Linked DNA regions of Mus musculus: all the other regions are linked to region 1. Evidence: chromatin contacts called from public Hi-C and promoter capture Hi-C data. All regions are on one chromosome and are shown on one strand. The core of a region is the stretch at or near the end of the contact, and the rest is flanking DNA. Distances in the headings are between cores, read along the strand shown.

Evidence for each region. Promoter capture Hi-C pulls out the DNA fragments that hold promoters and counts their contacts. Hi-C and Micro-C count contacts between places; a contact is called where the count stands out from the background. Capture Hi-C pulls out chosen DNA fragments and counts their contacts.
Region 2: a promoter capture Hi-C map of liver shows a contact between it and region 1, with 3 times the contacts expected there. The contact joins the promoter of Sowahc here to the promoter of Sgpl1 in region 1. A contact is called at or near these places in 2 of 39 promoter capture datasets (liver and pre-B cells), 2 of 484 Hi-C or Micro-C datasets (CD4 T cells and pre-B cells) and 1 of 9 other capture datasets (liver).
Region 3: a contact with region 1 is called in a promoter capture Hi-C map of embryonic stem cells, with 2.2 times the contacts expected there. The contact joins the promoter of 4930507D05Rik here to the promoter of Sgpl1 in region 1. A contact is called at or near these places in 1 of 39 promoter capture datasets (embryonic stem cells) and 1 of 9 other capture datasets (macrophages).
Region 4: a Hi-C map of neutrophils shows a contact between it and region 1, with 5 times the contacts expected there. The contact joins the promoter of Ascc1 here to the promoter of Sgpl1 in region 1. A contact is called at or near these places in 2 of 484 Hi-C or Micro-C datasets (embryonic stem cells and neutrophils).
Region 5: a promoter capture Hi-C map of hippocampal neurons shows a contact between it and region 1, with 2.6 times the contacts expected there. The contact joins the promoter of Vps26a here to the promoter of Sgpl1 in region 1. A contact is called at or near these places in 4 of 39 promoter capture datasets (hippocampal neurons, liver and pre-B cells).
Region 6: a promoter capture Hi-C map of pre-B cells shows a contact between it and region 1, with 5 times the contacts expected there. The contact joins the promoter of P4ha1 here to the promoter of Sgpl1 in region 1. A contact is called at or near these places in 5 of 39 promoter capture datasets (the C10 cell line, hippocampal neurons, liver and 2 more), 2 of 115 datasets of contacts at active chromatin or transcription factors (large pre-B cells and pancreatic cancer cells) and 1 of 9 other capture datasets (liver).
Region 7: a promoter capture Hi-C map of neutrophils shows a contact between it and region 1, with 4 times the contacts expected there. The contact joins the promoter of Ddit4 here to the promoter of Sgpl1 in region 1. A contact is called at or near these places in 2 of 39 promoter capture datasets (liver and neutrophils) and 2 of 9 other capture datasets (adipose tissue and liver).

The regions. Positions count from the first base shown.
Region 1 is chr10:61,146,145-61,149,470 of GRCm38.p6, forward strand. It overlaps Sgpl1 (sphingosine phosphate lyase 1), which reads right to left and starts at 1,540. Exons shown (of 15, transcript NM_009163.4): 1 at 1,379-1,540; 2 at 114-187. The coding sequence starts at 140.
Region 2 is chr10:59,219,774-59,223,217 of GRCm38.p6, forward strand. Sowahc (sosondowah ankyrin repeat domain family member C) reads left to right here and starts at 2,149. Exons shown (of 1, transcript NM_172939.3): 1 at 2,149-3,444. The coding sequence starts at 2,271. It overlaps Septin10 (septin 10), which reads right to left and starts at 1,727. Exons shown (of 10, transcript NM_001024911.3): 1 at 1,618-1,727. The coding sequence starts at 1,635.
Region 3 is chr10:62,447,535-62,451,199 of GRCm38.p6, forward strand. It overlaps 4930507D05Rik (RIKEN cDNA 4930507D05 gene), which reads left to right and starts at 1,626. Exons shown (of 1, transcript NR_027926.1): 1 at 1,626-3,665. It overlaps Supv3l1 (suppressor of var1, 3-like 1 (S. cerevisiae)), which reads right to left and starts at 2,204. Exons shown (of 15, transcript NM_181423.3): 1 at 1,881-2,204; 2 at 162-239. The coding sequence starts at 2,151.
Region 4 is chr10:60,000,875-60,004,278 of GRCm38.p6, forward strand. Ascc1 (activating signal cointegrator 1 complex subunit 1) reads left to right here and starts at 1,931. Exons shown (of 11, transcript NM_026937.3): 1 at 1,931-2,033. It overlaps Anapc16 (anaphase promoting complex subunit 16), which reads right to left and starts at 2,261. Exons shown (of 4, transcript NM_025514.3): 1 at 2,082-2,261.
Region 5 is chr10:62,484,835-62,488,488 of GRCm38.p6, forward strand. It overlaps Vps26a (VPS26 retromer complex component A), which reads right to left and starts at 1,971. Exons shown (of 9, transcript NM_133672.3): 1 at 1,824-1,971. The coding sequence starts at 1,826.
Region 6 is chr10:59,321,946-59,325,314 of GRCm38.p6, forward strand. P4ha1 (procollagen-proline, 2-oxoglutarate 4-dioxygenase (proline 4-hydroxylase), alpha 1 polypeptide) reads left to right here and starts at 1,351. Exons shown (of 15, transcript NM_001316371.1): 1 at 1,351-1,531.
Region 7 is chr10:59,949,653-59,953,041 of GRCm38.p6, forward strand. Ddit4 (DNA-damage-inducible transcript 4) reads right to left here and starts at 2,118. Exons shown (of 3, transcript NM_029083.2): 1 at 2,045-2,118; 2 at 1,665-1,920; 3 at 23-1,377. The coding sequence starts at 1,860. The coding sequence ends at 884.

The DNA.
Region 1 (3,326 bases), core at 290-2,789:
AAAAAGAAAAAAGTGGCAGCGAATGCTGAGCTTTGAGCAAAAGCAAGGCATCGGAGGGGAAGCGGTCCCATGACTCAGAGCCTTCTGAGCGAGAGAGAAAGGATCCGACTCACCAGCTTGAGGAGGTCGGTTCCGGGCATCTTCCTCTGCAGCCGGCTCCCTCCCCGGGGCTGCCCTGCCTCTGCGTCTGCAAAGGGGAAACGCAGCTGTTTACTCGGCAGCCCGGCCGGCGCTGCCCCTCCGCGGGATCCCCCTGCCGGCTTTGGCAGCGCTCCAGCCGACCCCGGCACCCCGGAGCAGTGGAGCCCGCGGCGTGCACGCGGGGACACGCCCCTTCCCCGGGCCCACGGCAGCGCCGCCGCCTCTCGGCACAGCGGGACCCGGGACTCCTCCAGCCCGGCCTGCCTTTCCCCCGCGCCCCTGTAGCCTGGCGCCACTACTCAGCCCCGGCCACAGACTCGAGCCTGGGTCTCTCCGACGCCCCACAGCAGTCGGGAACCCACACCCCGCAGCTCGGCTCCCCATCAGCCCGGACCCAGCCCCCTCAGACCAGGCCCGGCTCCCCTCAGCCCGCCCCCTCTTAGCCTGACTCCCTTAAGCCCAGGACCCTCTCAGCCTGGGCCCTGCTCCCCTCAGCCTGGGCCCCGCTCCCCTCAGCCCCGACCCCGCAGCCCCGACCCTGCTCCCCTCAGTCTGGGGCCCGCACCCCTCAGTTTGCTCCTTCTCAGCCCGGCTCCCCCTCAGCCCAGGCGCTGCTCCCCTCAGTCTGGGCCCCGCTTCCCTCATCCCACCTCTCCCTGTGCCACGGACCTGCACCCCTCAGCTCAGCTTCCTCTCAGCCCACTCCCTTTCAGCCTGAGCCCTGCTTCCCTCAGCCCGGGCACCGCTTCCCTCAGCCCGGCTCTCCCTCAGCCCGGCTCCCTCTCAGCTCGGGCCCCGCTCCCCTCAGCCCAGGACCCTCTCAGCCTGAACCCTTGCTCCCCTCAGCCCGGTCCCTGCTCCCCCTCAGCCCGGGCCCCGCTCCCCTCAGCCCAGCTCTCCCTCAGCCCGGCTCCCTCTCAGCTCGGGCCCCGCTTTCCTCAGCCGCGCTCCCCTCAGCCCAGCTCTCCCTCAGCCCGGCTCCCTCTCAGCTCGGGCCCTGCTTTCCTCAGCCGCGCTCCCCTCAGCCCAGCTCTCCATGAACCACAGACCTGCCTCCCTCAGCGCAGCTCCCCACAGCCCGGTTCCCTCCGCGCAGCTCCCCACAACCCAATTCCCTCTCGGCTCCCCAACCACAGCTCGGCCTCCCTCCTCTCCCCTCAGCCCGGGCCCGGATCCCTCCAGCTCCTCTCGGCTCCCCACTGCTCCCGCCGGGTCCAGCCCGCCGCGGCAGCTCCACCTCCTCAGGCTGTGGACCCGGCTCCTTCTTTCCCCGCAGAGGCTCCGCTGGCCGCCGCCCACCTCACGCGCCTCGGTTCTGCGAGCGACTCACTCGCTGGCCACGGGACCCGGGTTCCCCCTTCCGCCGCCGCCGCAGAGATTGGAGGTGCGCCGCCCCCGGCCCCGCCCCTCCCGGAAATGGCCTTGGGGTACCCGCCCGCCTCCAGGAGCCCGGGCCGTGCGCGCCCTTGCCGCTGTCGGGCGCGCGCACGTCCGACGCCGCGCTGGGCTCGGCTCGCCCCGCAGCCCTCCGCCCGCCTACTGCTGGGTCCGGGCTGTGGTGTCGGGGGAACTCAGGCGAGAGTTTGTGGCCAGGGCTAAGTAATGGCGCCAGGGTTGAGAGGCTCGGCGCCAAGGTTCGGGGCGCCCAGAGCCGTGTGGGCGTGCGCGCCGCCTGCTGGCCGGGTAGGGACTGTGTCTAAGCCAGATAGGGTGTCTAGGGGTCTCACCTTTCGCCAGCAGCTGGCCCTGTGAGTTTACAACTTCTTCAGGCTACTCTTTGTGTTTGTCTTTTGTTGCTATTGTTGTTTGTTGTTGTTTTGTGATGCAGGCTTTTTATACTAAGTTGCCGAGACTGGCTTTGAGGTCTTTCTGTAGGGCAGTCAAAGGCTTTGATCTAGGTTTTCTCCCGCCTCATCACAGCCTTCCAAAAATCTAAGGTGACATCTCTCTTAACAATTCTTTGTTTTGATCCAAGTTCTGACTTAGGTCATGCTGGCCCCAAACTGGTCCTGTATCTTAGGATAACTTTGAACTCACAATCTTCCTGCCAGCCACTACACTCAACAGTTTAGGGGCTGGTTAGTGTTTGAGACAGGGTCTCACTCTGTCGTGTAAGCTATAAACTGGCCTTGAACTTGAATCAATCTTCCTGCTTTAGGCTCCCAAGTACTGAAATTATACCCATAAAAAGCTGGTTATGTGAAGTGATTGGGGAGGGAGGGCTCAGTGAGGCTGGGTCCCAGCACCCACTTAAGATGGCTCCCAAACACCACTCCCGGTCCATGGACTCTGACATTGTCTTCTGGCCTCTGAGGCCATAAACACACACACACACACACACACGCTTACACATAAATAAAAATAAATGCTTGAAATAATTAACTTGAACCTGGTGTGGTGGTTTGTTCCTGTAATTCCTGAGGCAATTTTGAAGCCAACCGGGGCTTCAAAATAAGACCCTATTCCCCACCCCAACCCTTGCATTCTGGACACAATTGGTCACTTCCAGCCAGTGTCTGCAGACAAGACTAATCTGAGCAACCACCTAACCTGGGTCTTTAAAGGAAGAGCTTTGAGATTTTACTGTTTTAGGGTTTCTATTGCTGTGATGAAACACCATGACCAAAGAAATATGGGGAAGAAAGGGTTTATTTGGCTTACACGTCCAGAGCACTGTTCATCAACAAAAGAAGTCAGGACAGGAGCTCAAACAGGGCAAAACCTGAAGGCAGGAGCTGATGCAGAGGCCATGAAGGAGTGCTGCTTACTGCCCTGCTCCTCATGGCTGGCTTGCTTATAGAACCCAGGACCACCAACCCAGGGATAGCACCACCCACAGTGGGCTGCGACCTCCCCCATCAATCCCTAATTAAGAAAATGCCCTACAGGTTTGCCTATAGCCTGAATCTCATAGAGGCATTTTCTTAATCAATATTCCCTCCTCTGAGATGACTTTAACTTGTGTTATGTTCACTGAGTGAGCAAGGGGTTGGCCCTTGGTCTCTTTTCTGTGTTGGAAACTTGATTTTCCCATCAAGGTTAAAGATGTCTGAATGAAAAAAGCATGTCAACTTGGTTAATGGAAATAATACCACCCCAGCCTTCACTTCCCCAAAAGAAATAAACAGAGGGCAAATGGTATAAATACTGGGCAGAAATGTTTTTTTCAGAAGCAAAGCTGGCAA
Region 2 (3,444 bases), core at 899-3,398, 1.9 Mb before region 1:
TTAAATAGAAGCAAACAAGGACATAGTGGCACATAGAAATTCTCAACGACTACCTGATGGGGGGAAACAAACAGCTTAACAGTAACACAGCTTTGTCAACTGAGATGTCTCGGATGCACAGAATAGCTGATAAAAGTATAACTGTTGCTAAGAAGAACACGGACCCTCGTGGCAGAAATTCACCTATAAATGCCATTTCTAGTAACTACAAATAGAAATTCCATTGTTTTCAGCTTTCTATAAAAGTATATGAGCCACAACATAAACCTCTTCCTATGTGAAGCAATAAACAGATTCCAAATATGGTGAAACTCCATTCACATGTAAATATCGAAAAATTTACCCACGGTAGACATCATGGCAAATATGGGTGACAGATGTGAATGCAGTTACTGTGTCCAATGTATATTTCAGGGGGAAGAGACCTATAAGTTGTATTAGTGTGGATATATCTAACAAGAAATCAAAGTTTCATCATGCTAAAGAATTAGAAGGTACTGATAAATCACTAAATGGATGATAATACTTTTTTATGAGAATAGGTTTACTGGACAGCCATTAAGGTTCGAATAGCTTAGGTACTATGATTTTTTTTTCATGTCAATGATCACGAACCAACTTCACACAGAAATTATAGCATTTATCTATTTCTCATTATTTTTATTTTAGTCTATTGAAATAAGTTCTACAACTAAAATGCAACATAGGAAGATAATAATAAGAGTCACTTGTTTCAGGTAAGTAGAAAGTTATTTGGGAAATGTTGCTTGAGATTAAGAATCCGACAAAAATACTACCAATGCCAAAGGATTCAATAGAGTTAGTTAAGAGGATTACTTTCATTAATATTGGATAAGGGAAATATTAGAGTTTCTTAAAGTAGAGAAAAATAATTTACTGCGTGCAGCTGTTAGGGAAGTAGAAATAGAATCTATTCTACCCCCTGCGACAACTGGAAGATTCCACATACAATCTTAAAATGATGGGAACAAAAGCAAGATTACAAGAGATTGGTATTATGAAAACAGTATGACCTCTCGGATAACTATGGCTTATATCCTATATCAACTAAGATAAGTTTTTCAAGTTATTTGAACCGCACAAAACATTGGATCGGTCAAGTGGTTTGTTTGTTTTTTTTTTGTTGTTTTTTTTTTTTTTCATTACAAGGGGACGGGAAAGCCAAACAAAACCGCCAAGCATTACAGTAAACCCGCGAGCTTTGGAAAATCTAAGGAAGCCGACTTTCCGGTCAGTAGCCATGTACGTGTACACAATTGCACAAAATCAGGCGGATTCCAAGGCCTGATTTAAGTCGGGGAAAAGGAAAAAAAAAACCGTTACAAAGTGATAGGCATCGATCATCATCCTGGATTTCATTTACACCACCCCGCTTTGGCCAGGACCAGGAAGCCTGGAAAATGTAACTTTTCCCCAACATGCAGTCGCTCGCCAGAGCTCTTCAGCCCTCGCCCTGGGGCAACAGGGAGCCCCCTCTCCACGACACGCGGAGTCCCGGAGCCGCACGGTCACAATCTCGCTGGCCCAGAGGCGACCGGGCGGGGCGGGGCGGGGGCTCGGGGAACCCAAGGGCGCGGGGCTCACCAGCTGCTGTACCTCGTCGCATGAGGCCATAGCCCTGGTGGGACGTAGGGAAACGGTGGTCTCAGGCTGGACGCAAACACAGGTCCCGGGCCGCTTCAGAGAGAGACCCGCTGGGCGTAACTGGCGGGACAAGGGGCGTGCCCGGCGCCCCGCAGCCGTTAATGGGCGGGGCGGCCTCTGCTGAGAGGCTGGGGCGGGGCCGAGGCGGAGGGCTGCGGGAACGCGCCAGGGACTACCAGGGTTTCCCGCGCTCGGGGCGAGCTTCTCCCGGGTGTGCCCCACCGGGCGTTTTGACGAAAAGCCAAGTGTGTGGGGAGGGTGAGTGGAAACGTGAGCCTCGGAGGCCAAGCTCTGGGTCCCTCGCCTCCCGCCACTGGCGGAAACAGTGGCTGCGAGCCCGCGCGGAGCCCGGAAGTGGGCGGGGCCTCGGGCCGGGGACTGTCGCCGAGATTGAGTCCCGAGCGGAAGTGGGTGTGGCGGGGCGTGTCCACTGGGACGCGGCCCCAGTGAGGCGGTGTCAGCGCTCGCGGGACTCGAGACTCTTCAAAGCTGGGATCGCGCGTGCTGCCAGCCACTGAGACCCAAGCCGCTCTCCGGGTCCTCCAGGCGTCCGGCCATGGTGTCTGGCTGAGCGCTCCTGGGGCTGAGAAGCTGAGCCGCGGTGAATGGAGGGGTCACTGGAGCTGAGCTCGGAGGCGATCCTGCGCTTCCTCGCCGAGCGTGGGGGCCGGGCGGGACACTCGGAATTGGTGCAACACTTCAGGGACGTCCTGGGTGGCCAGCGCGAACAGCGCACCCGCGCCCGCGAGCGCTTCAAGGAACTGGTCAATGCCGTGGCCACCGTGCGCACCGATCCCGCGGATGGTACCAAGTATGTGCATCTCAAGAAAAGGTTCTGTACGGGGGATTCCCCCCCGCTTGAGGCCAAGCTCCCCCGAGAGCCCCCGCGTATCGAGGTGACTGAGGAGCCTCAAGTCCCGGACCTTGCAGCGGAGCCTTGCGAGGGCAGCCAGCTCCAGGAGGCAAATCCACAGTTGTCTCTCGGACTGGGTGGCGAAGTGAGCGACCAAGAGCCTCCAGCCCCTGCTCAAGGTGGGGCCCAAGGTAAGGACTCGCCACCACAGGAGGTCGAGGCCGTGTCCTGGGCGTCGGGTCCCGGGTCCAGCGAGAACCTTAAACTCCCTCCACAGGGGGAGGCTGAAGGGGGCAGTTCCCCTAGTGGGCCAAACACACCCAGGTCGGCCCGTCAGAACTTTCGGGACCTGGTGTTGGGCAGCTCCCCGCAACTAAAGAGGAGCGTGGGTCCTGGGGACGGTAACGCTGGAGGTCGCAGCAGAGGAGGGGGCGACTCCGATACCGCATCGTTAGCTTCTTCGTCCGCAGAAGAGGAGAGCAGCGTCGGGGCCTCGGTTACCCTGGATCCCCTGGATCACGCCTGGATGCTCTCAGCTTCCGAGGGCAAGTGGGACAGCCTAGAAGGGCTGCTCACTTGTGAGCCCGGCCTGCTCTCGAAGCGAGACTTCATCACCGGCTTCACTTGTCTCCACTGGGCCGCCAAGCACGGCAGGCAAGAGCTCCTGGCCATGTTGGTCAACTTTGCCACCAAACACCAGCTGCCAGTGAACATCAATGCCAAGTCGAGCGGAGGCTACACTGCCCTACATTTGGCAGCGATGCATGGGCATGTAGAGGTGGTGAAGTTACTAGTGGGGGCCTACGACGCAGATGTAGACATCAGGGACTACAGCGGGAGAAAGGCCTCTCAGTATCTGAGCGAGAGCATCGCAGAGGAGATAAAGAACCTGGTGGGAGCCCTGGATGAAGATGATGGAGACAGCC
Region 3 (3,665 bases), core at 376-2,875, 1.3 Mb after region 1:
GTGGCTCACAGGCATCTCTAACTCCAATTCCAGAGCATCTAATACTCTCTGTCATGGGCACTGCACAAAAGTAGCTATGGACATACATGTAGGAAAAATACTCACACACATAAATTGATAAAAACTGTTCAAAATAACTCTCAAAAAATTGTCAGCCTTACCATCAAGTCCATAGTCAGCACTCAGCTTTTGAATTTCTTGCCTCTTATAAAACTTGTCTAAGATCTTCTTTACTTCATCTAAAAAAGAAATATAAGTTTTTTTAAAGATTTATTTATTTATTTATTTTATGCATGAGTACACCACCATTGGTCTCTTTAGATACACCAGACCCCATTACAGATGGTTGTGAGCCACCATGTGGTTGCTGGGAATTGAATTCAGGACCTGAAGAGTAGTGAGTGCTCTTGTAAGCCATCTCTCCAGACCCTATAAAAGATTTTTTTTTAACAATTGTTTACCAATTTAGACAAATCTACAACAAAAGGAATTTGAAGTCATAATACTAAAGGCCGGGGCCTCAGGAATGCTTTGAGAGTGTGAAGCTTTGGGCTACTGTGCAATGGAGTAAGAAAAATGACAAGAGTACAGCAATGCACCATCCCTGACAGACCACAGACACACAAGGAGAGAGCCAGTCCCCCTCCCCCCACCCCCACAGAGTCACCATCAAACCTCCCCTTGTGCCCAAAGCTCTTCTTGAGTAACCAAGAAAAGGCAAGTCCTGCTATGAGAGGCAGATGTAATTCACTACTAAGAGCAGTGTTAGCAACGGTAGCCTGTGCAGTAATTAATGACAATCCCCAGTCTGAGAACAGCTCGAGCTTATCTTGAGGAGGGAAAAAGTAGAGGGAAAGGAAGGGGAAGAGGAGGAGTACTACCTTGTTAGTTGATTTCACAGTACTGGGAAATGACCCCACGGCACTGCGTGCTTGGCAAGGCATATATCCCAGGGTTATATCTTCAAGCACATTAAAAAAGAACACTCTGCTGCCTGGAGGTGCAGGTAGCCCAGGCCTTTGATCCAGGGACTCGGCAGGCAGACACAGGCCTATCTCTGTGAGTCTGAGGCCAGCCTGGTCTACAGAGCACATTCCAGGACAGCCAAAGCCACACAGAGAAACCTTGTTTAATTTTTTTATTTTGAAATAGGACCTCTCTTAAGTTTTCCAAGCCTGTTTTGAACTCATTCTGTAGCCCAGGCTGGTATTGAACTTGCCATCCTCTGCCTCTGACTCCCAACATGAAGCCTATATTTTAAAGTCACAATAGGAAGCATCAATATTGCTTGTTGAAGAGCCAGGAAGACAGCTTGTGCCTAAAAGAAATGTGGTTTTCTTTCAGTCTCTAAGAATGTCATTTGGTGAAAAGAAACCTTTCACCCTCCCATTGTCAAGCTCACCCAAATGCAGGTAGGACAAAACTCACTTCAACCCAGTGATGCTAAAGGTTTTTTTTTTATTCATCTCTGGAACCTGGGACGATACTACTTTTTGGCAAAGACAGTTTTATCAACTTTTATCTTGTATTTAAATTCAGGTCTGTCTCGTGGGAGAGTAAATTTATTGAGAAATCCGGATCTGAGACCCGTTGTCTTGGCAACCAGATGGAATTTTAACATCGTTAGACATCCACATCAGGTCAATGGCAAGTCCTCACTGTTTAATCCCTCCATGAGGACTCTAGGAGCACAAGCGGCGCACCACTTAGGGACAAAACTCTTAACCTCCTCGACCGAAGAGAACGGTCAATGTCAACTACAGAAGAGACTAAATATGACTTAGGCTCGGGTGCTAAGGGCTCCAAAAAGGAACAGACATTGCACTATGTAGGCCCAGGCTGCAGACCCTGCCGCTCTGCCGGGAGGCTCCAGCACTCACTCTTGTCTAGAGGCCGAGTGAGCTCCGCGCCCACGTCGCCATCGGCGCTGGGACCCTGAGGCTTCACCGTCAGCGGCACGAACAAGGACGTGTTCGGGGCTTTGGAGCCACCAGAGGCAGAGGAGGAGGCGGCCAAGCAGGGAACGCGTCCTGAAGCCCCCGGGAACGACCCCACGAGAGCGCGAAGGGCGGAGCAAGGGGCCGCCCGGGGCCCAGCCCCGCGCCCCGCCGGGAGCCGAGCCCACAGCAAGGTACACCGAGGCAAGGACATTGAGGCCGCGGCTCGAATGGAGCCGGGGAAAATCCGGACCACTGGCGCCGCTCGGTGACGTAGCTCCGGCGCCCGCGGAGCGAAAGGACCCAGAGAGACACAGGGCTGCCCCCGCGTGCGCCTGAAGGAAAAGGAGATGGAAGGGTTGGGAGCGCGCCTCTTCGTGGGAGCACGACCTCTGTACGTTACAGTGGCAGAAACGAGCTCCCATCCTCTCACTCTTTCTGCGGCAATTGGCAGCGTCTTTCTCGAAAGAAGGGAAAGTAATCAGGCATCTTAAGGGATGTTACAGATGCGCGGAAGGGAACCGTACAAGCGTCGTCATGTGACCAAACTGTCTATCCTGCATCATGTGGCTTCAAACGCTAAAGTGCATTTCCAAGAAGATTGGTGCATTAATATCCGTAGTTTCCTGATAGGATAACGTTAGAGGACGTAGCTTGATCTGCTACAGATCAAGACGGGTTGCAGAGAAATCCGGTTGTACGATAACTGGCGCTTACGTGACACGTGTGTCAATACACGTGCTTCTCTCCTTGGTGCTAGGGCTCCATGTAGGGGCCATGAGCAAGCTAGGCATGTGCTCCACCATGAGCTGCAGAATTCAGTTAACGTGAGCAGTTTGTACTCCTCGCATCTCGAAAGTTATAACCACAAAGTATGCTCTGTGTACCTGGTTAAAGTTTGATCTTACTCCTATCTACTACAGCACTCGGTCCCACCCGAGTTGTAAGGAAAGAGGTGCCTCTGTTCGTTCCGTCTGGGCGTGACCATTCAGTTCTTGGCCGGCCAAACACTAGGAGGGAAGCCATGTGTGGCGACGTTCCCTCAGTCCTCTGCCGAGAGGTCCCCAACACCATCTAGTTTCTGAGTTCAGGAGCCGTTCGGTTTTTAGAAAATTGGACCCAGTAACAACTTCGTTCGTTCGGTGTCTGGTGGTCCTCATTCCAACCCGCGCCATCGGTCAATCCTCTGTCTCTATCCCTTCTTGACAAGTTTTCTGATTTCAGAAAATGAGTTGCGGGATATGGCTTCGGAGTCAAAGCTCTAAAACCATCTGGTGCTAAGTCAAAACCCTCAAAGTTCGGACCCTGAACTCGAATGGCCTTCCTTCTCTGAAATTGATCGAGGGTCTTTCGATCTCAACTGCACTTATTCTATCCGCAGAGTCTGCAGTAATAATATGGGTAGGCCTCCTTGAGAACCCTCCTTGGTGAGAGGCTCATGGGTTTGGTTCATTTGGCAAACGAACAAGGTCAGGTTTATTGGTGCAGCTCTTGGACCAAGGACCCATGATGGACGATTCTTAAGAGTCCTGAGCAAGGGGAAAGGTTGTGTGTCAGACAAGAGCTGGCTTTTTTTTCCCCATGTAAGGTCATGACTCAAGTGCCTGGTGATCATTCAGGAGAAGGGCTGTGGCTACCTGGAACTCGGTTTCGGCACCATCGGTGGGGGTGGGGCTGTAGCGAGCTGGAGCCTAACACCTGGGTTAAGACTTTGTCCTTGGGCTGGAG
Region 4 (3,404 bases), core at 681-3,180, 1.1 Mb before region 1:
TTTTTTGTTTGTTTTCGAGACAGGGTTTCTCTGTATATCCCTGGCTGTCCTGGAACTCACTCTGTAGACCAAGCTGGCCTCGACTCAAGAAATCCGCCTGCCTCTGCCTCCCAAGTGCTGGGATTAAAGGCTAAAGGCGTGCACCACCACTGCCCGCCTACATTAAGTAAATCTTCAAACAAGCACTGATGGTAAAGAAGTGCCTGCCTAGGTGTGTACCCTGGCTTTGCTGCCTGCTGCGAGACTGGACAAATCAGTTGCCTTTTCTGTCCCTTAGATGCCTCACCTGTAAGCTGGAGTCAGTAACAGTGGAGCCTACCCCGAGGAAGAGTTATGAGGGTTAAATAAGTACAGCCGAGACAAGCAAATCAGCCCGGCCTGGCCCGCAATCCCAGATCCCGCTGGCTTGGCTTACCGAGTGTTGGAATTACAGGTGTGCACTGGCACATACACTTTTCCCTATGCACAATCCAGCTTTTCACTTACGTGTAAAGCTCCCGGGAGGGAAGGGTCTGCTCGGGAGGCAGGCAGTGTGATGTTACGCACTTCACACATCCTAGCGCTGGGCTACACTCTCAGTCAGCACATTCACCTCATGATCTTATAAAGAATCTTGCAGTGGGGCTGGGGAGAGCTACATGGAGTAAGTGTTTTCACTGGAGGGGTTGGGGAGCCCTTCAAGTCACTTACAAGCCTCACAGGTGTGGTAGCTGCCTGTAAACCCAGCCCTTGGGAGGCAGAAGATAAGCGATTCCCCATAGCAATGTTGTTAGCTAGGTTATGGGGAATGGGAATGTTCTGGGTTCAGGGAAGCTATGAAAGGCTAAGGAGGAAGACAGCAGACACCAGCTTCAAGCCTGGGCCTGGGGATGTATTGTGAGGTGGCTAGAGTGTTTGCTTACCCAAGTGTGAGGCACTGAAAAGGATCCCATGTCGTTGGAAGGAGAAAACAAACTACCTTTGTACCCTGGAGGCATCTTATAAAAACCCTTGTCACAGTGGCTCCTGGATGAATGATTTATAAATACGAGGTCAGCCGGGCGGAGGTGGCCCACGCCTTTAATCCCAGCACTTGGGAGGCAGAGACAGGCAGATTTCTGAGTTCGAGGCCAGCCTGGTCTACAGCGTGAGTTCCAGTACAGCCAGGGCTGTACAGAGAAACCCTGTCTCGAAAAACCAAAAAAAACCAAACCAAACCAAAAAAACCAAAAAAAAAAAAAAAAAAAAAAACCCCACAAAACCAACCAACCAACCAAAACAAACAAACAAACAAACCGAGGACAAAAGCAATCAGCTCAGTAGAGGCTGCAGGGGACCGAGACAGTTCCAGTCATGACTCTTTCTGCATGGAGTATTCAACCCTGTCGCTCAGGAGACTACCATCCTCATAACGAGGCACTCAGTGAACTTTTGTTGAATGATGATTATCTGGAACTTGGCCCTATCAGGGAAGCTGTGGCTGCTGCCAAGCAGAGGAAACGCTCCTAAGAAGCGGAATGATAGTTTGTGGGGCACAATATGGCTGGCGTGGTTAAATACTTACTTTGTGTACGACAGGGACGACCTCGCACTCATAAACTTTCCGCTTATAGTCTTAAAACAAAACAAAACAAAAAAAGAGATCCTCCTTTAAAATAAAGCCCAGAACAAACCAGATGCTTATGTCGATCGGGATCCAAGTGAGGTGGCTAATTATGACACCCGTTGGGTTCTACTAACAAAAATCACTAGGTGTCCCACCTAGACAGACGGATCACCACCCGCAGCACCTAGCTGCGGTAGCTCTTTCTAGGTGGGATGAAGAAGCTCGCGGGAGAGGGGAGGAGCCAGCACCCTAATCCTGGCTACTCCAACTCCACCCAGGTACGCTTCCTACCCAACAACTCGGGGAGGAAGGGAAGGCTTGCGGCCGGCCCACGGCGCAGGCGCCAACCCGCCCCACGCATGCTCAGTCGGATGACGCTGCCTTTGCATACGGCCGGCGCGGGCGAGCCTCCAGGGTCTCTTCCTACGCTCCCAGTTAGTCCTGGCAGGTAGGAGCGTAGGGGGGAATCAGGTCTGGAAGGTTCTCGGCCACTTACCTCAGCAGCTTGTGCACTTTGACTGACAGCCCCGCCCCTTGGACGAAGCCGTGCGGCCTCGCTCGCCACGACGTAGACGGCGGCGTGCGCGCGCCCGCCTGAGCTGTGGGAGTTTGATGGCGGTGCTGCGCCTGTCCCTGCGGCGGTGAGGGCTAGAGGGCGGTGCTAGCGCGCATGCGTGGAGGGGGCGGAGCCCGGCTGGGCCAGACCGAGCTTTCCGAGAACACTTCCGGGTCGCTGTGGCTGCCCCGCCCCCTTCCCCGCCCCAGTCCCCCGCAGTTTTGGTTTTCTTGCGTTGGTGCTGTCTGCTCCGCCTCTCTAGCGTAGGATGTTCAGCGTTTGCTTTTTATGTGAGAATTGCACGAAAGCATATCCACTTTTCCCTCTTCAAACACCCATGACCCAGGGCTAGTCCGCTCTCCTCCTTCTGCGCAGTCTCTGCCTGGAGCTGCTCAGGAAAGGTACCACTGTGGCTTCGTGCTCAGTGCTCACACTTTGTAAAGGCTCCTTTTCGACAGAACGTGGTTTTTGAAGTGGGAAGGGATGCTAAAGGAGTAGCACACCAGGGTGGCGCGGCACAAGACTGTTAATAATTGCATCCCCCTGCCAACGTTGATTTTCTGTTTTCTCAAAGCACGAACCCTCTTCTTGCGTCCTGCAGGTGGCTGCGGATTAGCGACTTGACTGAGGGTTGGGTCAAGCATTCATTTGGAAGGGATTGTTAGGCCTTCTTTGGTGGAACTTGTTAAGTACGTGAACTTGTAGCCGCAGCCATCTGGGATGGGAACATGGGGTAGTTTATCAGGAGCCTTTAATTCCGAATTATTGATTCAAGCGTGAAGCCGTTTGTTGTGTTCTGGAGGCAGTGGCCTCGGGAAACTGTTCCTTCTCAGTACTGTGTTGGTCCGAGAACTGTGTTAGTAAGTCATATTTTAATTGTACTGTGATAGGGAAATAAATCTGATTGGAAGGTATTTATTTCTAGCATCTTTAAAACGGCTTACCTCTCTTCCGCGGGTATTGTACCGATGGTTCCTCAATGCGTTATCAAACTGGATACGATAAAATATCATACTGGATAGGGTGAATGAAGCACTCTGCTCATACTTAGGTGGCTAGCAAGACCTCACCCCCTATAGGTTAATCAGACACCTATACAAGAACTTACACTGGTGAGCTCATGGAAAGCGACACTATTTTTGCTTAGGATGTGCTGTGAACTGCCCAGTTGAGGCCTACATAATGGAGTTTTTAATTTAAATTTCTTATTACATTTATTTATTTACGAATGTAGTCTGTGCATATGTTACCTGCCTACACAGC
Region 5 (3,654 bases), core at 721-3,220, 1.3 Mb after region 1:
TTCAGATTCCCAGCATCCAAATAGCAGCTCACAACTGACTTTAACTACAGTACCAGGAGTGCTGAGGCTTTCTTGAGGCCCTCCAACAAGCACAAGGTGCCAAGACATACATTGTTTAGCATTACCATCTAGCAAAACTACACGTGGATACATAAAAATGTAACAAACTCTGTGGGCACCATTTAAGGAAATTTATTAAGTCTGCTTGATGTAAAGAAACAGAACTTGAAGGAAAGGAAAAACATAATCAAAATATATAGGAAAAAAATTTCAGTAAGAAAAAAACTGAACAGAGCTCAGAGGAACCAAAGCTTCCACAATGTATTCACTTGAGCCCACACACAATGAAACAGCAAATTCTCATACATACATGTGTGCCCATACAAAGGCTTTAAAGCTTTACAATTTCGTTTGACAAATACCTTAAAAATAAAAAAAAAAATTGCTCTTAAACTTAACTAGAAGGGCCGGGCGTGGTGGCGCACGCCTTTAATCCCAGCACTCGGGAGGCAGAGGCAGGCGTATTTCTGAGTTCGAGGCCAGCCTGGTCTACAAAGTGAGCTCCAGGACAGCCAGGGCTATACAGAGAAACCCTGTCTCGAAAAACCAAAAAAAAAAAAAAAAAAAAAAAAACTTAACTAGAAGGACTAATTCAACTAAGTAACCAAGAAGAGAGCAATTTAAGCTTTCTTTTCAAATTATAAACAGTGAAAGGAGGACTCCCTAACAGCCTACTAATTCCTTCTTAGTTATTTACAGCAGTTGTAATTTCCACCTTAAACTAATTTATCTAAACAAATGCTTAACTCTCCAGAGTCTGTAAGCTGCAAGGAAGCAAGCAGTTTGCCTTGTTTATCTGTCCCTGGACTCACCCAAAATACTGTTTAAGAAAACGCTCCCTGAATGAACTTCTCCCCCACCCCCCAAACCCTAGAGAAAGCAAATAATTTCTGACTCAAAGTTATTTAATCAAAGCAACGTTTTAAAAATAGACCTGGCTGGCTGGCTTGAGACGAGAAGTTTCAAGCAGTTTATTAAAAGTGGCGAGCTTGGGAAGAGCGGGTAGTATAAGGGGAGCGCACAGTGGGCTCTCATGGAGTATATGCTAAATAACACGAGCCAAAGGAGCTCTAATCTATAGACCGCGGGCGCGTAGTTAAACACTAGCGCGCCCAACGGTGCTTTCCATTAAGTGTGGTTAAGTGCTCTGATTTTCATCCCTGCCTGGGCTCCCAAGACACTGCAACATCCCAAAGTGCTAAGTTATAGAAATCGCTTAGGGAAGGAAGTGAAACCAAGTGCTTAAATCGGCGTCTGGAGATATAAATGAGGGGTCTCGGCTCCGACACCCTCTTGTCTCCCCTCCCTTCCCCTCCTATTCTACAAGTGCCAAAAGCCTCCACCCGAATCAAGAAATCGCAGAATGTCTCCACAACCAGCTTAAAGAAAATAAGCGGACTCTATCGAGCTCGGGACGAGGAAGGTGAGCAGGTCTCGCCAGAGTCCGGAACTGGGAGAGAGGGCACTGACTGTCCTCGGCTACCTTGGAAGGCGAGGCTGCCGAGCTCCGGCTGGGCGGGCTGCGGGTGCCCAGCCAGGGTCCCCACAGCCGGTCGAGGAAGGCGGGCAGAGGCTCCGACATGGCCGGGACAGTGCCGCCGGCCGCAGGTGCTCAGGCCTGGCCGGGAGCGGGCAGCCGTCAGGCCTCACCGCTCCGCGCCCCTTCCCTGCAGGCTCGGCGCCGCGCCCGCCGTTGGGAGTCCCGCCGCGCGCCCCACGGCCCCGCGGGAGACGACCTCGCAGGCAGGCCGCCGCGCACTCACCATTGTCACCGCCGCCGGGTCGCCCACTCCACTCGGCTTTCCCTCAGAAGAACTCCCAGCCTGGGTGCCTGCGCCCCGCCGCCCGTCACGTGACCGTAGGCCATCAGCCGCACGTGACCACTCCTTTTCCTCTTCTCCCTCCCCCCCCCACCCCGCCCCGCTAGAGGCCCCGCCCTGCTAGAGGCCCCGCCCTTCAGGAAGGCCGTTTCGAGGCGGGGCTCCTCCGCCCCGCCTTTCGGTTGAGGGCGTGGTCTGGGTGGGTGACGTCTGGTGGGAGGAGTCAAAGATCTGTCTTCTCAGTCCAGCAACCCTAGAGCTAGTTGTCACGTGACGAGCCGTGCGCTGTCAAACTCCTCCCTCCGGCACGCCCATTTCCTTTTCCCTAGGGAAACTTGGGGGACTCGAGGGTTTGTGCGGGAGGCGTGTCTTTGCGGGCTTGCTGCAGTTCCGACCTTTGCGCCTGATCTGTTTCCCGCCTCAGCCCCGAGAATTGTTGGCCTCCGAAGAGACGGTTAGGGAGAAAAGCTAATCTTTAAAGCACATCCTTTGCAGTCCACGGATAGCTCGTGACGCAGCCTTCCAAGCCGGAGAGGCAGTACTCTCAAATCGGTTCCGCCCTCCTTACCCCCCCTCCCCGGCAACAGCCCTTCCTAAAAGTTTCGCAAGCGTGCAAAACGCAGCTCTCCAACACTCTGATCCAGTCAGTCATTGTAGTGGAGGCCCAGAAAACCTGAGGATAGATGAAATACTACGAAGGCTTAGGAACTGAACCTTTCATTCAGATTTATGGGCGGAGGGGTGTCATCAGCCCTATCATAACGAAACTCAACTTGGGGAGTAGAGTGTCAAGTTGTAAGTCTAAAATATTTAAAGGTTAAAATGAGGCTTCGGTCTCCAATCGCGACAGAATTCAAATACTGGAAATGAGTCTTTTGTTTGTAAGACAGGGGTTCTCATGTACTCATGTAGACTAGGCTAGCCTCAAGTGGAGAGTGAGCACCTCCAAAGTGCCTTCCCAATGCTGTAATTGCAGGAGTCACTGGTGGTTTTATGCATTGCTGCAGATGGAACACTGCACTTCCTTCATGCATGCAGGAGAAATCTGCCTAAAATGATATTATCTGAAAACAAATCTTAAAGATTGCTATGCCAGGGAGCTTTGGAACGAATGGATGTTTGTGTGTATATTTATTGTTGAGACAGGGTCTCACTAGGTGTCCCAGGCTCCTCTGGAATATGCTATGTAGCCCAGGCTGTCAAGAAACACATCTGTCCTCCTTCAGCCTTCCCAATATTGGAGATTACCTGTCATATTTACAGACGGGTAAAATAGTATGGGGACAGAGAAGGGAGTTTAGATCTCAAAATACTATTGATTAAAACCCTGTGATGCAGATGGCTTGGATGAAGGAGCATCACCCACTCTATAAAGAAGGATAAGTCAGGTATAGAGGTTCATAGCTGTAATCCCAGCTCTCCGGAGACAGAAGAAGTAGAAGAATCGCCATGAATTAAAAGACCCCTGGAGATTACACAGTTAGTCCCCTGAATGACCTGGGCTACAGTGTGAGACCTTGTTACAAGGAAACAAAAGAGAGAAACAATTGCGCATAGTCTAAGATCTGAAAGGTTAACTGTGTTTGTTGGTTCTAGCACCATTTGCTCAAAATACTTTCCCCTGTAAACTGCTGTGGTGTGGTATGCTTGTCAAAAATCTATCGATTGGGGCTAGAGAGATGGCTGAGCTAAGTCAAGAGCACTTGCTGGCTACCCCTTCAGAAGCATGAGATTTGATTCCCAGCATCCAAATAGTGGCTCCTTACCAGGGGGA
Region 6 (3,369 bases), core at 101-2,600, 1.8 Mb before region 1:
AATCGAAATCGTCCTACAAAAACATTTTTGGCTCTACTGCTCCTGACTAGACCCACAGAGCCACACTTTTAGAAACCATTGCTTTCAGACGCCTGAAGCTCTTTGTCTCTCTGTCCCAGATAAGTGCCAATCAGTTCCATACTTTAGCAAGCAAGGAAAACTTTACAGTTTTAAACGAGTAACAAATGTTAGAAAAGTCTTTCTTTCCCTGACAGGAAGTAAATTATCTCTGGCATTGTCCTTATTGCCAGTAACTAAGGTTCTCTTCTTTTAGATCAAGACTAAACTCAAACACAGTTCGTGCCTTATATAGTGTGCTCAGTAGTATTTTTTTAAAGATTTAATTTTATTCATTTTAACTATACGTATGTGTCTTGTGTGGTTAAATACCGGTGTTCTTGGAAGCCCAGAGTTGTTGATCTGCCCGACCTGGGGTTTCAGGATGTTGTGAGCCACCACCCAGCACGGTGCTGGGAACTGAAATCTTAGCTGTGTGTGCCACATCTCCAGACTTACTGTTGTTGATGCTTGTTTCTGTGCTGGTTTGTTTGAGGCTAGGTAATAAAGTCTAAGGCCTTTTTTTTCCATGTTAGGTAAATGCTCAAAACCCAACATCCTGGTACACCCCCTCCCCAGCCCCATTATATGTTTCCATGCTCTTCCTGAATCCTAGGCATGTGCTAAGTAAGTGCTTTTTCATTCATTGTCTCATTGTTTCTCACAGCAAGCCTAGGGCCTAGGGAACAGATAATATTGTATTCCTTCTTTGCAGATGTAGCACCCAAGATACAGGGAAGTTAAAATCTAACTTTATACAGAGTGGGTTAGGATTTAACCTCAGATGACACTCAATTGTCATCTATTATTCACCCATAAAGTATGCGGGTGGGAGATTAAGCGAAATCCTCGTGTTCAAAAGTGTAAAAAAGACGCTTATTAAAGCAAAAACCCCTGTGGGCCAAGCCAGCCCCGACAGTCACCCCGGATACACCGTCTTGTTTCCCACTCCACACCTCCACTTTATTTCCTAAATTCTTATAAACTTCTCCTAATTTTGCACAACTGTCCTTCCTGATGGCTTCGATGGCTCTGAGACCCGCCGCTGACCCTGAAATGAAGGCGCTAAATCCTACAGGAACCCGGGCGGGGGTGGTGGTGGAAGCCCCATGGTAACCACGGGAACGGTGGCGTGGCAGGAGCTCTGCGCAGGCGCACTGCGTCCTCGCGTGGGCCAGCCTAGGCTTGGAACACCCCGGGCCTGGGCGACTCCCGGGTGGGTGGGAGGCTCGCCGCAAGCGCCTGCGCAGTGGCGCGGGAGCTGGTGTGACAGAGCGCACGTAGCGAGGGCTGCGGCCGCCCCCTCTCCGGCGCGCCGGCGCGGCAGGGGAATATAAAAGGGACGCCTGGCTCCCTCTACTGCCCAGTCGCACTGCCAGCAGGCTGAGGGCGGCAGGGAGCTAGCTAGCGGGGACTGCAGGCGACAGGACTGACCCGAGCCGAGCTGTCGCCTTCCTCCCGGCCCGCTATCCAGGTGAGGCGCTCCTCCGATCTTGGAGACGGATGCGGGGTCCCCGCGGGCAGCCGGGGTCCCTTCGCTCTGGAGTGGGGCTCAGCCCTTCTCACAGCCGCCCCCGGGTCTCCCCGAGAGGACCCGGCCCCGCACCCCCGAAGTCAGGCCGCCCCGGCGCTCTCCCAGCTTCCCTCGCCGTCCCCCCACCCCCGTCCTGCCTCTGGCCGGAGCGGCAGCAGCGGCTTGCGCCCCGCCCCAGCACTAGGACCTTCTTGAATGTTCCATCCCGGGCAGCCAGCCTCCCTGATGACTTGTGCAGCGGTACCTCGTCCGCCCCACTAAGCCGGGGGAAGGCGAGGGCGGACGGGCGGGGGTCTGGGCCGCCCGAGCCGCAGATGGTTAGCATGTGGCAGTGGAGAAAGCAGGCAGCGCTTGCAGCCGGGGGCTGAGTCTCTCCGTTTCGATCGCTCTTCTTCTCTTTTTCCTTTTCACTTTTGGAAAGTAAAGCTGGGAAGTGGGACCTACTCAGAAGTTAGGACTGAACTTGTCTGTTGCGCTTCTCGGCGTTGTCTCAGCAAGTAGACATAGCCCGGGGCGCCGAGTTTAGCTGAGAAGTTGCTGTCATTCACAGTTGGGGAAGCTGGCTTCTTCCTTCCTCTTCATCCCAGTGAATCACTTAAGGACACACGCGTCTGTCTCTGTATTTCTCTCTCCCTCTGCTCCTTCTTTCCTCCTGGTTTCCAATCTTGCCCACCTCCTCTGGTTCAGCTCACCCTGATGATCCCCTTTCCCTTTTCGTCTTTCACGCTCCCCTCCTCTTGCAGGGTCAACAAGTCAGTCCATTTTGGCCAAACCTTCTATGGTTGTGTGAGACTTTTAAACTGAATTTTGTGATTGACCCCAGATGGATGTTCAGTGTGGGGAAGGATGGTACGGTTAAATACGAGGTTGTTTCTCCTAGAGAGTGGGAATTTGGTACAAAGGCAGGCTTTCGGACTTAACATCTTCAGCTGACCATCCAAAATGAGGACTCTTGGGGTATTGCACCGTGGTTTATAGGGAAGAGCCTCCACAGAAAGGGATAGACAAGCTCCTGGGTTCTCTTTTAGGAAATGATTTTTTTTTTTTTTTTAATTAAAAGGAACCTGCCAGGTTCGACTTAACTCGAGAGCCATGGCTCTTGGACTTTTTCCTTGGAATGCACTCTGGAGGGATGGAATAGCCACTACGTGAGTGGGGGAGGGGGGAGACGTGGCAACGCTGTTCTTTCATCAACTTTTTTTTTTTTAAGGTTGAGGGGGAAAAAAAAAACCTCGTTTCCCTTCTCAGGTTTAGATGAAGCTTATGAATGGAACTTAGTCTTTTCCTAAAATAATCGCATAAAAAAATTACTCCTGCGTAGCAGGAACATTGGAAATTAAACTTTAAAAAGACACAAAAGGGTTATTTTGATTATTTCTAGGGAGAAAAGAGATTTTTAAGCAGGAAGTAGAAGCTGAAAGTGAACACGCTCTGAATATTTTTATCTTGATTTGAAATAGGAATAGTCGTGATTTCTTTCTTTTTTTTCTTCAGCCACTGATTTTCTTTAACTTTAGACCGTCAGTGTCATTTCAGAACCTTAAATATGAATTAGAAGCTTTATCTTTTCCTTTTGTAGGAAGCATAGATTTTTGTTCCTTACTTTAAAAGGTCATGACAGTTTGATTTTGCAATATTGTGTCTAATTTTTTCCTGAGGGCAGATGCTTTTTGGATTTACAGACTAAGAAAAGGTCTACTGTTTCTCTTTTAGGTGGATGAAGCTATTTCCATTGTTATACTGAATTTTTTTTACTTTGAAATTAAGCTGAGACTTTG
Region 7 (3,389 bases), core at 868-3,367, 1.2 Mb before region 1:
GCCGATGAGACTCAAGTGTTTTAACAAACATGTTTATTAGAAAAGTAAAAATATTGCATAGGTCTTAATACTTGAACATCAAGTGTATTCATGAACCGCGAGTAACTTCATGTAAACAGGTTCTAGATGGAAGACCCAGGTGGCACTCCTCTGGGAAAAGAGGGTTCCAGCCCCCCACCCCCACCCCAGCCCCTCTCCTCACAGTTGAATCCTCCAGTACATGGGCACCGGGATGGGCTGGCTGCAGCTCCCAGGTGTAATTTTGTTTCAAGTGTCGAAGATCCCGAATGATCCTAACACCCACCCCATTCCTACTCTTACATTCATGCAGTCTGTAAGATAGCTGCCTCGAACAGGTCAGTAGTGAAGCGCCGATCCCCACCCCCCAAAACCAAGATACAAAACAAATGACAAAACACACTAGGTCCTTTCAGACCAGAAGATACACAAACTGTCGGCCACCTCCCCCTGCCTCCCCCCCAGCCCCCAACCCCCAGCCGGGGCAGAGGCCAGTGCAGACCAGCTGCCCTTCTGGCTCTGGCCCACAACTGCTGTTGTAACTTGTCAGTAATAAAAAAAAATAAGGTACATGCTACATACACATCCAGCCAGAAGCCTGTGTGACTCCTAAGCCTTTGTTTCATGCTACAGTACTGAGGGGCGTGTGCCCCAACAGGGAGCCACCTGCATACAACCTAGAGACTTCCTGGAGAACACTTCCTTCCCCCACCTGGCCCTGCGCCCCTCAGGTGGCTATCGTCAGTTTTCTAACACAGGGGACAGTCCTTCAGTCCTTGCCTGCGGGTCTCCACCACAGAAATTCCTTGTCTTCACTTTGGGGGGCAGTGAGAAACCCTCCCCGCACCCCACCCCAGGATGTAGTTCAACACTCTTCAATGAGCAGCTGCTCGGAGCTGTAGAGTTTCTTCTTGATGACTCTGAAGCCGGTACTTAGCGTCAGGGACTGGCTGTAACCAGGGACCAAGGAAGAGTTGGCAGAACTTAACAGCCCCTGGATCTTGGGCCAGAGGCGAGAGTCCAGACGCAGCACCAGGGTCAACTGAAAGGTGGGCACCAGGCTGGGGTCGAGGGCCAGCTGAGCCACGCTATGGCAGCTCTTGCCTTGCTCCACACACACGTCCAGCAGTGCCCCCCGCAGGCCGCACGGCTCACTGTATGCCAGGCGCAGGAGTTCCTTGCCCACCTGGCTCACCAGCTGGCTCGGCATGAGCAAACGCGCAGGGCGCCGCGAGCCCAATCGCGCCTGGGACAGGCTCTCCTGCAGCAGCTGCATCAGGTTGGCACACAGGTGCTCATCCTCGGGGTCACTGAGCAGCTCAAAGTCGGGCAGGGACACCCCATCCAGGTATGAGGAGTCTGGATAGAGAGAACACAGGGAAAGGGTATTGTATTAGAGCGCCTTCCACAGGAGCTGTACGGGCGGGGGAGGTGCAGTTTGCCTAAGCAAACAGTGTCCCTTTCCACTCCGTGCCTCAGTTTCCGCCCCGCAGTCTTGTCTTCTAACCCTAGAGTAATCTGTTTTTTCGTGCTGGGGTGGGAAGCCAAGGTGGCTTTGAGCCGATTCAGCTCGCTTCGTACCCACCTCCCGGGACCCCTCCCACCCCCCATCCCCGAACCCAATTCGGCCCCGGCTGAGTGCTCACCTTCCTCCGGCCCGAAGCCACTGTTGCTGCTGTCCAGGGACTCGCAGTCCGAGCTCTCCAGGCTCGCGCAGCGGTCAAGGCCCTCTTCTCTGGCTGCAGACCCCCAGGCGGAGCGCGGCGGCCGATCAGCGGCCGGAGTTCGAGACGAGGACGAAGAGGAAGAGGAGGACGAGAAACGATCCCAGAGGCTAGGCATGGCGGGGTCAGACGCCAGGACGCTGGCTGCTAAGGTCCGAATGAAGGCGCACAGAAGCCGCTGAAAGACAAGAGGGACAAGGATTTGGCGTCAGTGTCGGCGTTGCACAGGATTGAGGGCTCTGAGGCCCCAAGAGCCGAGGTCACTCCCCGACAAGATGTGCACACCCGGGAGGGACACTCACCAGCTAGCGCGGTCAGCGAAGATTGCGGACAAGAGCGCTCTGCCTCTCGAAGGGTGAGCGAACTGGTGCCAACCCCCGATCGCTGCCCGGACCTGTCCCTTCGAACCCTCTCGCACCTCCCCCCTGCCTGCTGCGATCCCTAGCACCAGCGAGCAGCAGCCTATAAGGGCTCTCCCGGCGAGGCCACGCCCCCTCCAGGTCGCAGCCCAATCGAGACCCGGGAGTGTGGCCCACCTCAGCCAATAGGCACCGGGCGCACGTTCGCAACGTTCTCTCCTGCCTGGTGACAGCGGCCTGGCCCCGCCCCCACGGAGCCCCAGAACGCTCCCGGCCGAACCCCTCTCCCCTCGCCTTAGCTTCGGCCACACCCCCTTTCTGGAAGGGATCCGAGGCGGCTTTCAGCAGCTGCCAAGGTCCCTGAGGGCGCTCGCGGTAGGGGAGGATCAAGGAAAGACTTGTTTATTATAGGGGCGCGTTGCTGGGGGAGGGGACGGCCCGTGACTGCACTGAAAAGAAGAGTTGGGGGACCTGGTGCGGCTTGAGCAGGGGAGAAAGGTACCCCTAGCTTCTGGGAGCCCAAGGGCCAAGGACACTACCGGGCGCACAACTGGATGCCCCATGGGACCGTGGCGCGGCGGCAGACGTTACTCCGTTGTCCCATGAGCATCAGTCCCACGCTGTCTTTGCTTCTGACACGCGATGCACTTTTGGTAATAGGTCCAAAGACAAGGCATCTCAGGGCCATCGGCTCCCACGTCCCCTCATCAGTGTTCCTGTTACTCTGCAGCCCCGGGGGAGCAGGGTGTAGGTTCAGGAGGACATCAAGTGCTTGCCAATTCGAGATTGTCCTCTAGCAGAGGGTTTGGGTAGGAGTTAGAGTTCACGGACTCCGATTCTTAGCGCCTGGTCCACGGCCAGGGAACAAGGGCTCACATCAAACCGACACAGTGACCCACCCGCAGGCCTTAGGGGGACAGAACACTGCAGGGCCAAGTGCCTCCCAAACCCACTGCGGCAGAGCCCCTGGCGTCCGCCGGGTCCTAGAACCCCTCCCATGCTTTGTGTTAAGGGGGGGAAAAGCGGCGGATCGGGGGTGGGGGGTGGGGTGGCAGGAGAATTCAATTCAATGGAACCCAGGACCGAGGTCTTTGGAAAAGTCCAAATGCAAGAGCCATATGGGGTTTCATCATTCAGGCGAGGCAACAGGAAATATAGCCTGGCAGCGATGCTCTAGGGCTGATAGCGATTTGTTTAGGGTAGGAGGAGATTCAGTCGGACTAGACCTGTTTTTTTGTTTTTTTTTTTGTTTTTTTTTTTTATAAAAAGGTTTGTTAATGTAGGACAC